2 separate regions of the Sus scrofa genome follow, and region 2 is linked to region 1. Evidence: chromatin contacts called from public HiChIP or PLAC-seq data. All regions are on one chromosome and are shown on one strand. The core of a region is the stretch at or near the end of the contact, and the rest is flanking DNA. Distances in the headings are between cores, read along the strand shown. Region 1 overlaps PREX1 (phosphatidylinositol 3,4,5-trisphosphate-dependent Rac exchanger 1 protein). Region 2 has its middle 6.6 kb from the start of CSE1L.

Region 1 (4,658 bases), core at 182-2,681:
CAGGATCCTTTAAGTGTCAAAGTCAGATCCTGGACCTCCTCTGCTCAAAACCTGCCCCGGCTCCCACCCACTCAGAGTAACGGCCAAACTCCAACCACAGCCGGTGAGACCCGCACAGTCAGACCCCAGTGAGGACTCCCCTCCCTCCTCCCCTCCCCTGGCTCTGTTGCAGCCACAATGGGCACCTCACTGTGTCCCAAACACTGTGTGCAAGTTCCTGCCTCAGGGCCTTTGCAGCTGCTGCTCTGCCTGGAAGGCTCCTCCCCTGTGTCCTCCTGGCTCAGCCCTCCCCTCCTGCACTTAGGTCAGATGTCACCTTCTCAGGGAGGCCCTCACTGGCTGCCTTATGGAAACTTTCAACTGCCACCACCCCAGACCTTCTCATTCTCTTCCCAGCTTAATTTTTCCCCTTATCACTAAGTATGAGGGTTTCTCAACTGCAGCACTCTTGACACCTGGGGCAGGTAACTGTGCTGGGGGGCGGGCTGAGCATCCTGTGTGCTGCAGGGGGTTTAGCAGCATTCTTGGCTCTACACACCAGACACCAGTAGCCCCCGACCCCTTCCCGTAGTTGTGACAACCCAAAATGCCCCCAGACACTGCTGAGTGTCCCCAGGGGTAAAACTGTCCTGGTAACAACCACTGGTCTATACCATTCCTCTTCCTCACTTGCTTATGTCTGCCTCCCAAAACTAGGATATAAGACCACCTACAAAACCTCTCTGTTTTGTCCCTTGTTGGGTCCCCAGGGCCTGTAACAGTGGCGCTGGATAAATAACTGCTGAATGAATGAACTGGGTGAGCAAGCCCGCCCCCTCCCCTACTCACCACGGCTGGCGAGAGCAGGGACTGGCAGTGCAGGAGGACACCGGTGGCCGCCACCTGCTCCAGCCACTTGCGGCTGGCGTCCCGGCCGCTCTCCTCGTACTCGCCGTTGTTGTTGTAGCGGTAGCTCAGGGCTGCCAGCAGCTGCTCAGAGAAGGTACACACGGCGGCCACCAGGGCCTGGCAGAAGATGCTGTCCCTTCGCAGCTGCAGCTCTGTGTCTGTGGGCAGAGGGGGCAGGACCCCGCCGGGCAGGGCTCCTGTGACCTCAGGGCCCAGAAACGCCCCCTTTCCCAGACCCAACCACCTCTCTGGGGCCAACCTGCCAAAATTAATTCATCCCAGGCCCCAAGGCCAATTCCATAAACATCAACTCTCCAAAATCAAGCCAATTTGCTAAGAAACTCAACTCTGAATGACCCGTCTGCCTATTTAAAAAAAAAAAAAAAAACTTGTAATTTTCCAAAGGCTCTCCCCAAACCCTGACCCTCAGCTGTTTCTCCATTTGTTAGGAAATTTCTCGGCCTTGCCTGAGAATGACAGTGATGCCAAGCTCCATGTTTTAGGAAATGCAGTTTACCGCTTCCTCTATTTTGACAACTACGTCTTCTTCCCGTCATGCCCTCCACCCCCACTTCCCTGCCGCCTGCTCGTGACATGATTTCCAGGACTGGCCAACTGGGGGCAGTCATTCAGGGTCCCAACCTCCTGGAAGGGATTATTTTCAATGACTGAATCTGGCCATGGGTTTTCAGACGATTCTGACCTCAATCCTATTCTAGCTGCTGCTTGTCTGAGAACTTCTGGAAGGAAAGGAGGGTCTGAAAACACCTCCAATGTTCCAAGACTGTCCTCGCCCACCATGAACCCCCCTGCTCCCCTCTGTCTGCTGGGGAGGAAGCCCCCAGCTGAGGGAAGAGCCTCCCTAATCAAGGGTGCACTATCCCGTGTCCCCGTCCCGATCGCCAAGGCCTGGGAGGCGGCAAGAGACATTGCTGCTGGCTCCGGGACCCTGAGACTGGTCCCCTGGACACAAGGGGAAGAAGTGAGGTCTAAGGAGTTCTTGGAGGAGCAAGAGGCCACCGTGTTGCCTCCCCCGTGCAGGCCCCAATGACCTCAGGAAGGTCAACCTTGGCCAGCAGAGGCCTCCCTGGGCTGCAGTCATGAGAGCCAGCAGCCGTGAGTGGGTGCACACCACAGGTGCCCTTCCAAAAGCCCTCACCTGTGCATTTCAGCAAGGCCAGGAGCAGCTGGTTCTTTCCATCTGGAAGGAGAAGGACCGAGAAGGGAGATGGGATGAGAGCAGTGAGCGGTGAGCAGGAGGGAACAGAGCTGGGCCCTCCCCACAGCCCTCGGGCTCTGACTCCTCAGTGGTGACAGTGGGTACACACAGTCATGCTCAAGAAGCTTTGATTGACGTTGGGCGGATTCCAGAAACCCCCAGACCTCGGGGGATGGAAGCTCAACTGTGAGCTGCACCCCACCTGTTTACATACACCCGCCAAACGGGGACTGAAACCCACCCCTCCAACTCCTGGGCCAGAGCCCCCCAGCTGCACCTTGTACCTGTGCATGGGCACACACTGACACACCTATGTACATTCACGTGGGCGCCCACTCAGGTCACATACGTTCACACGCATGCTCAGTAGTCACATCCTACACGGCCAAGCCCTACCCGCGTGGAGACAAAGCTCACACCTGCCAGATGCAGGTCTCACATCCTGGTCTCCTTCCTTCAAATAAAGGCCCTTGGGCCCAGAAGGGGCTTAAAAGAAAAATCTGAAAGGCTTCTGGATTTGGCCTCTGGAAATACATTCTGTCCTGGGGAGGCGCCAAGACGCAGGGCTGGGTGTGGTGACAACAGCCACGTGCACTCACTGAGATTTACCAGCGCCAGGCAGGGCGCTAAGCATCTTCTTTGCATTGGCTCATTTAATTCTCACGAGAACCCTGAGGGGGGTAGCCTTGTGAACCCATGAAGAGACTGAGGCACAGAGAAGTCAAGGAACTTGCCAAGGTCACACAGCCAATAAGTGGGAGAGCTGGGGTTCCAGCACTGGCCATCTGGCTCCAGAGCCTATGCTCTTAACCAATGGCAGTTTGGAAAATAGGACAGCTCAGGGCCAGCAAAGATGTCCCCTCCTACTCAGAGGGTGCTGTTCCTGGGGTCATGGCCTAGCTGACCTGGTTAAATGTCTCCCTGGCCTGGGTCCTTCTAACTCAGGAGTTCCAGGTTCAAATGCTGCCAAGGGCCAGGCAGGTAATGCAGAGCCCAGGCCGCAGGGCGTGGTGGGAACCACGCGGATTGGAAGGCACCCCTCCTCCACCTCAAGCTGGAGCCACCACTCAGCTCCAGCCAAGTGTGAATGTGGGATTGCGAGCCGGTTATCACCAGATCTTCTGATTGTTCGAGAATAGCCAGAAAGACAGCTTTTATGTGGGATCTTGGATTATAAACGCTGGCAGCAGATTCTCATTTTTCAACACCGCAGCATCAAAAACCTAACTATGGGCCTGAGTCAGGACCTGTACCTCCACCCCCGGCCCCAACTTGTAACCTTGATAATGAACAAAAGAAATGAATGAAATCCACAATTTTTGGAAGGCCTCCCAGCCTCCTGACTCTGCAAGGAAGTCCCCAGCACCCCACATCCGTGGTTCCCGAACTGTCCCAGGCCCCGCCCAGGGCAGGACACGTCTGGGAGAGGGGCACTGGCTCGCGTCCTCTCACTGCACCTGGAGCGCCAGGGCCACAGGGGGCGGGGGGGGGGCATTCCTGACTCTTCCATGTTCCTCTTTAGGAACCGAACACCACAAAACCTCCACGTCGCATCCTTCTCTGCCCGACTGACCTTCCACATATTTCTGGATGTTGTCCACCAGGGTCTTGATGGAATTGGGGAGGTTCCAGGGGTCCTCCTGGATGCTGATCTGGATCAAGCTCCGGCCACGGATTGTACACTCCTCCTTCTGTTTGAACTCTGGGGCAGGAAAGGGACACGAGAGCAGGAAAGGGACAGTTAGGTAGCTTTGGGAAATGGTGGCACAAAGGCCTCTGTCCCACCACTAGATTCCAAAGCTCAGAATCCTAGATCAAGGATGCTGCAGGACTCTTGGGTATTAACTGGTCCACAGACGGCAAATACATGATAAGCCTGCCACTAATTCATGGAAGCACACCTGTGGCAGACATCGCTAGTCAATCTTAGCACTGCTTCCTGCTAGGCTGAGGCAGTGACCCCTAAGAGGTACAACCAACCAGACCTCACAAATCAATCACAGCATTCTTTTGCCTGAAGGTAGTGACAGAAGGATTCTCAGGAACCACCTCTGCATAGCCACAACCAGTCAAGCTGGTACATGAGCTGTAACCTAGTGTAACCTTTTCCCGGCACAGAGGAGGGTGTCCAGGCACAGAGTGGGAAAGTGACTTGCCTGAAGTCACACAGCAGGGTAGTGACAGAGCTGGGACTTGAACCTAGCCCCAGACAGGCAGACGCAGGCCCCTGCTCCTTTGGCCTCTTCCATTACAAAGTCCCAGGTTTTTGAGATATTTGCGGTTTGGTTGCCTCTGGGTTTGATGTTTCCACTTTCTACGGTCCATCCCAGGACCTCCTGAGACAGCAGGAGGGCAGCCCAACTCTGTACCACTCCCTGCCTTATTAGGAGACTACCTGTTTCTTTCCTATCTCCTGCACCCAAGTGGAAGCTCCCTGGGGTCAGGGGCAGTGTCATGGTCCCCAGTGCCAGCACAAGGCCTGGCACAAGCTGGTTCTTGGGCATTATTTACTGGATGTATGAACACATGGATGCACGGGTGGGTGAGCAGA
Region 2 (5,162 bases), core at 132-2,631, 370 kb after region 1:
GCGGCTTAGATCCTGCATTGCTGTGGTTCTAGCGTAGGCCAGTGGCTACGCTTCAATTTGACCTCTAGCCTAGGAACCTCCATCTGCTGTGGGAGCAGCCCAAGAAATGACAAAAAAACCAAAAAAAAAAAAAAGAGACAAATATATCACTCGTATGTGGAATCTAAAAAAAATGACACAAATGAACTTATTTATGAAACAGAAGTAGACATACTTATGATTACCAAAGAGGAAAGGGGGGAGGGAAGGATAATTTAGGAGCTTGGGATTTCCAGATACATACTACTATTTCTAAAACAGATAAACAAGGACTTACTAGTAAAGCACAGGGAACTATATATAATATCTTATAATAACCTCTAATGAAAAAGAATCTGAAAAAGATATATAGATAAATAGATCAGAGTCAGTTTGCTATACATCTGAAACTAACACAACACTGTAAATCAACTGTACCTCAGTTTTGTTTTTTGCCTTTTGTGTGTTTTTTTTTTGTTTTGTTTTTTTTTTTTGGTCTTTTTGCCTTTTCTAGGGCAGCTCCCGTGGCATGCTGAGGTTCCAGGGCTAGGGGTCTAATCCGAGCTGTAGCCGCCTGCCTATGCCAGAGCCATAGCAACACGGGATCCGAGCTACATCTGCCACTCACACCACAGGTCAGGGCAACGCCAGATCCCTAACCCATTGAGCAAGGCCAAGGATCGAACCCGAAATCCCATGGTTCCCAGTCAGGTTCGTTAACCACTGAGCCACAACAGGAACTCCTACCTCAGTTTTTTAAGTCATGACTTCTTAAGAGTTCCACACTTGTTCCTGCCTCAGGGCCTTTGCCCATGCTATTCCTCTGCCTGGAATGCCCTCTCTCTAGGTCACGTCATGCCAGTTCCTCCTCCTGGCTTCAACCCACATGCTAACTCCTTGTTCCCATTTTGATGTCCTCCTCTGAGCTCACTGCCATCTGCAGCAGTCTGCTTGCTGTGTCTCCCCCACTGGAATGGGGGCAGTGACCATGGCTGTTTTGTTTATGATAATCTCACCCACTGGAACACAGTACCAGATACAAAATTCTCTCAATGAATTTTTTTGGCGGGGAAGAGTACTGTGCTAGCAGCATGCAGAAATTCCCAGGTCAGGAATTGAACCCAAGCCACAGCATTAGTCTGCGCCACAGCAGTGACAATACTGAGTCCTTAACCAATAGGCCACGAGGGAACTCCCCACTCAATGAATTTAAGTGAAGGAAAAATGCAGAGCCTTTTTTTTTTTTTTTTTAGTTTTTTTTTTTTTTAAGTGGAAATTCTAGGATGATCATGGGACGGTTCACAAACTCAGGAATATTAGGTCATTTCCTGTGCTGTCTTGGTCATTTCCTTTCTTTCCGCTGGCAGTTCCACTCTCCATTTGCCTTGCTCAGCTTGAAGAGGAAGTTGCCGCCCAAAGACCCACTCCTCCATAGCCGCCATGACAGAAATTGGCCCCAGGCACCTGCTTCCCCTGAGAACATTGGGGAAGGTGCTCAATCTGCAACTCGAAGGTGCCCAAAGGGCTCCAGTTTGAGGCTCCACATTCCCTGGTCACACTTCCCCTTCCCCTCCACCAAAGAAGAAGGGAAAGAGAATTTTATTCCCTCTGTTAGGCTTCCCTTTTGGTCATTTTATAGGCGCTTGCCATTTCAGCCATTGTTCAGCCTGTTTTCCCCCTGTCATTTCTGTGACAGCACCCAGCAGCAGAGCAGTGATCAAAGGAAGAATGATCATTTGCATTTTGCTCTGCTCACATCATCCCCTTTAATCCTCAGGACAGCTCCGTAAGGTAGGTACTTATTATCATCATCACACCCCATTTTTTATATGGGGCTCGAGAGGAGAACGAACTTGTCCAAAGCCACACAGATTCAAAGCCCTGCAGTCTGGCTCTAGAGCCCTCTACCCCACATCACCTCTCAGTGCTTGAGAGCCGTTAGCTCCTGCCTCATCTCCCTCCTCCACTGCCTCTTTGATGCTCCTTTGAGTCCCTCCCTAAGGAGGGGTCTCACACCGAGAAGGGCTGCTTCCTGTGCTGGGGAACAAACAGTTGTAGATCAAGGGGACACTGGCTCCAGAAGGCTGGGAGCACAGCCCTCTACTGACATCTGCCGGTTCTGGGGCAGAAATACAAATGTTGGGCTCACAGCCACTAAGCCTCAAAGTTATATGCCAGGCTAATAAACTTGCGAATAAAACATGCTCTTGGAGTTCCTGTCGTGGCGCAGTGGTTAACGAATCTGACTAGGAACCATGAAGTTGCAGGTTCGATCCCTGGCCTCGCTCAGTGGGTTAAGGACCCAGCGTTGCCGTGACCCGTGGTGTAGGTCGCAGACGCGGTTTGGATCCCACGTTGCTGTGGCTCTGGTGTAGGCCGGTGGCTACAGCTCTGATTTGACCCCTAGCCTGGGAACCCCCATATGCCGTGGGAAGCGGCCCTAGAAAAGACAAAAAAAAAAATGTTCTAACCTCCTTCTTTGGTAAATATCTTTGTAATACCTGGAAGTCCAGGTTCAAAAGTTGAATTATCAAGAAATAAAAATGGACAATAGAAATTCGAATTCTCAGGCTCCCCAGAGTTCCATGCCAGATCCGAGCAGCAGGGGGAGAATTGGCCTTTGTCCTGCAGCCTTCCTCCTCCGTCCTCAAGCCTCAGCCTGCACCACAAGGCTGTGAATGTGTGTGTGCAGATGTCCAGCTCCGTCCAAACCTGCTGCACACGCGTCTGCCCCCTCATCACACTTCCAGCTTAGGGGTGTTCACACCTGCTTTGCACTTGCTCTCAGAAGTGACAGCGAGAGCTTTCCAAGGACCCTGGAAGAGGGTTCAGGGCCTAAGGGTGGGGACTTCCAGGATCCTGTGTGACTGGAAGGTGGTCTGAAAGGAGGTGGCATGGGTTCCTGGTGAGCAGGAAAGTGCACCCACCTGGCATGTGGGTAGTGAGTGGCTGGAGGGTGGAGCCCTCTAAAGCACAGGGGCCAAGGCAAGGGGCCAAAAGCTAGCCCAGGTCTAAGGTCGTACCACCTGGGGATCAGCAATGGGAGGGGGACCTGGGCGGGGGGCAATGGGAGGCCATTCAAAATACACTCCCACTGAACATAACAAATGGTCCCAACAGCTAACACACTTGGGCACTTAGTTTCCCAGGTGCTCTTTCATGGGCTTCATACATATTGACCCTTTAAATCTCATAACCACCCTAAGAGGCAAAATAGTATTTATTATCCAGATACTATTTTAGAGATGAGGCAATCAAGTTATAAGTAATTTGACCAATGTCACACAGATGGATGGCATTGGGATCTTAACCTGTGTAGTCTGGCTCAAGTCCACACTCTTAACCAGGCTGACCCAAAAGGATAAAGGGACGGTGAGGGATGTGTCAATTACATGTTGATAAAGCTGGGTTCAGAGAAAATGGCCAGGAAATTGTCACTGGAAAGGAAGCAGGTCCAGGGAATTCCCATTGTAGCTTAGCGGATTAAGAACCTGACGAGCCTCCATGAGGATGCGGTTTTGATCCCTGGCCTCGCTCAGGGGGTTCAGGAGCCAGCATTGCTGCAAGCTGTGACACAGGGATCTGATGCAGTTCAGATCCCTGGTTGCTGTGGCTGTGGTGCAGGCTGACAGCTGCAGCTCTGATTGACCCCTAGTCAGGGAACTTCCTTAGGTCTTAATTTCGGCCCTAAAAAGAAAAAAAGAAAGAAAAGAAAGCAGTTCTAATGATATTGATATCAGACAAGATAGAATTGGAGGAGGAGAGCTTTGAAAAGGCCAAAGAAGAATATTTCACATTATCACATGGTAGACGTCATCAAGGAGAAACTGCAGGAATCTTTTATCCGCATAATAGCTTCAAAATATAAACCAAAAGCTGACTGAAGTACCCTTTAACGATGACAAAGCCAGAATCACATGCTGGGAAACTCACATGCCTCTCAGAGAACATCAGATAAAGAACATGAAGGGCCTAAATATTCAGCATATGACCTACAGTTAATGTCCTAATTAGTGAAAGATCAAATGCTGTTTGTACTATGTGGACTTTCCACCATGCACATATTTGTTTAAAAAGAAAGAAGGAGGAGTTCCCTTCGTGGCGCAGTGGTTAACGAATCTGACTAGGAACCATGAGGTTGCGGGTTCGATCCCTGGCCTTGCTCAGTGGGTTAAGGATCCGGCGTTGCCATGAGCTGTGGTGTAGGTCGCAGATGCAGCTCGGATCCCACGTTGCTGTGGCCCTGGCGTAGGCTGGCAGCTACAGCTCCGATTCGACCCCTAGCCTGGGAACCTCCATATGGCGTGGGAGCGGCCCAAGAAATGGCAAAAAGAAAAAAAGAAAAAGAAAGGATGCCTCCATTTTAAAAAGATTAAGAAACAGGAGTTCCTGCTGTGGTGCACTGAGTTAAGAACCTGATTGCAGCAGCTTGGGTTGCTGCAGAGGCACCAGCCCGGTGCAGTGGGTTAAAGATCTGGCATTGCCACAGCTGCAGCTCAGATTCAATCGCTGGCCCGGGAACTTCCATATGCCACAGGTGTGACCATAAAAAAAATAAATAAAAAGAAACAACAATCCGACACTTCTCAATTTTCAATATCAACACTCTTCTGCCTCCCATCTGGGCTGTAAAAGTGAAATTGGGAGTTCATGTTGTGGCACAGTAGGTTAAGAATCTGACTGCATCTAGTCATTATGATGGAGCCTGATAATGTGAGAAAAAAGAATGTATACATGTATGTGTAACTGGGTCACCATGCTGTACAGTAGAAAATTGACAGAACACCGTAAACCAGCTATAATGGAAAAATATAAAAATCACTGTATTAAAAAAAAAGAATCCAACTGCAGTGGCCCTGGTTGCTGCAGAGGTGTAGATTCGATCCCCAGTCTGGCACATTGGATTAAAAGATCCAGCATTGGAGGAGTTCCCATCATGGCGCAGTGGTTAACGAATCCGACTAGGAACCATGAGGTTGCAGGTTCGGTCCCTGCCCTTGCTCAGTGGGTTAAGGATCTGGCGTTGCCGTGAGCTGTGGTGTAGGTCGCAGATGCAGCTCGGATCCCACGTTGCTGTGGCTCTGGTGTAGGCCAGCGGCTACAGCTCCGATTTGACCCCTAGCCTGGGAACCTCCATATGCGGT

Evidence for each region. HiChIP or PLAC-seq counts read pairs in DNA pulled down with a chosen protein or histone mark.
Region 2: an H3K27ac HiChIP or PLAC-seq map of alveolar macrophages shows a contact between it and region 1. The contact joins two enhancer-like sites. A contact is called at or near these places in 1 of 5 promoter capture datasets (liver), 7 of 47 Hi-C or Micro-C datasets (embryonic fibroblasts, fetal heart ventricle, fetal skeletal muscle and 3 more) and 2 of 2 datasets of contacts at active chromatin or transcription factors (alveolar macrophages and skeletal muscle).

The regions. Positions count from the first base shown.
Region 1 is chr17:50,363,685-50,368,342 of Sscrofa11.1, forward strand. PREX1 (phosphatidylinositol 3,4,5-trisphosphate-dependent Rac exchanger 1 protein) reads right to left here. Exons shown (of 40, transcript XM_021078040.1): 30 at 3,681-3,809; 31 at 2,048-2,089; 32 at 829-1,046. Among named protein-coding and RNA genes, the nearest start is that of PREX1, 180 kb to the right of the region's middle. Within about 2 kb of position 1,432, at least 2 of the 83 cell types and tissues checked have an H3K27ac peak or open chromatin away from gene starts, as enhancers often do. A contact at or near this core is called in alveolar macrophages, where this site is marked.
Region 2 is chr17:50,735,725-50,740,886 of Sscrofa11.1, forward strand. No RefSeq gene overlaps it. Among named protein-coding and RNA genes, the nearest start is that of CSE1L, 6.6 kb to the right of the region's middle. Within about 2 kb of position 1,382, at least 30 of the 83 cell types and tissues checked have an H3K27ac peak or open chromatin away from gene starts, as enhancers often do. A contact at or near this core is called in alveolar macrophages, where this site is marked.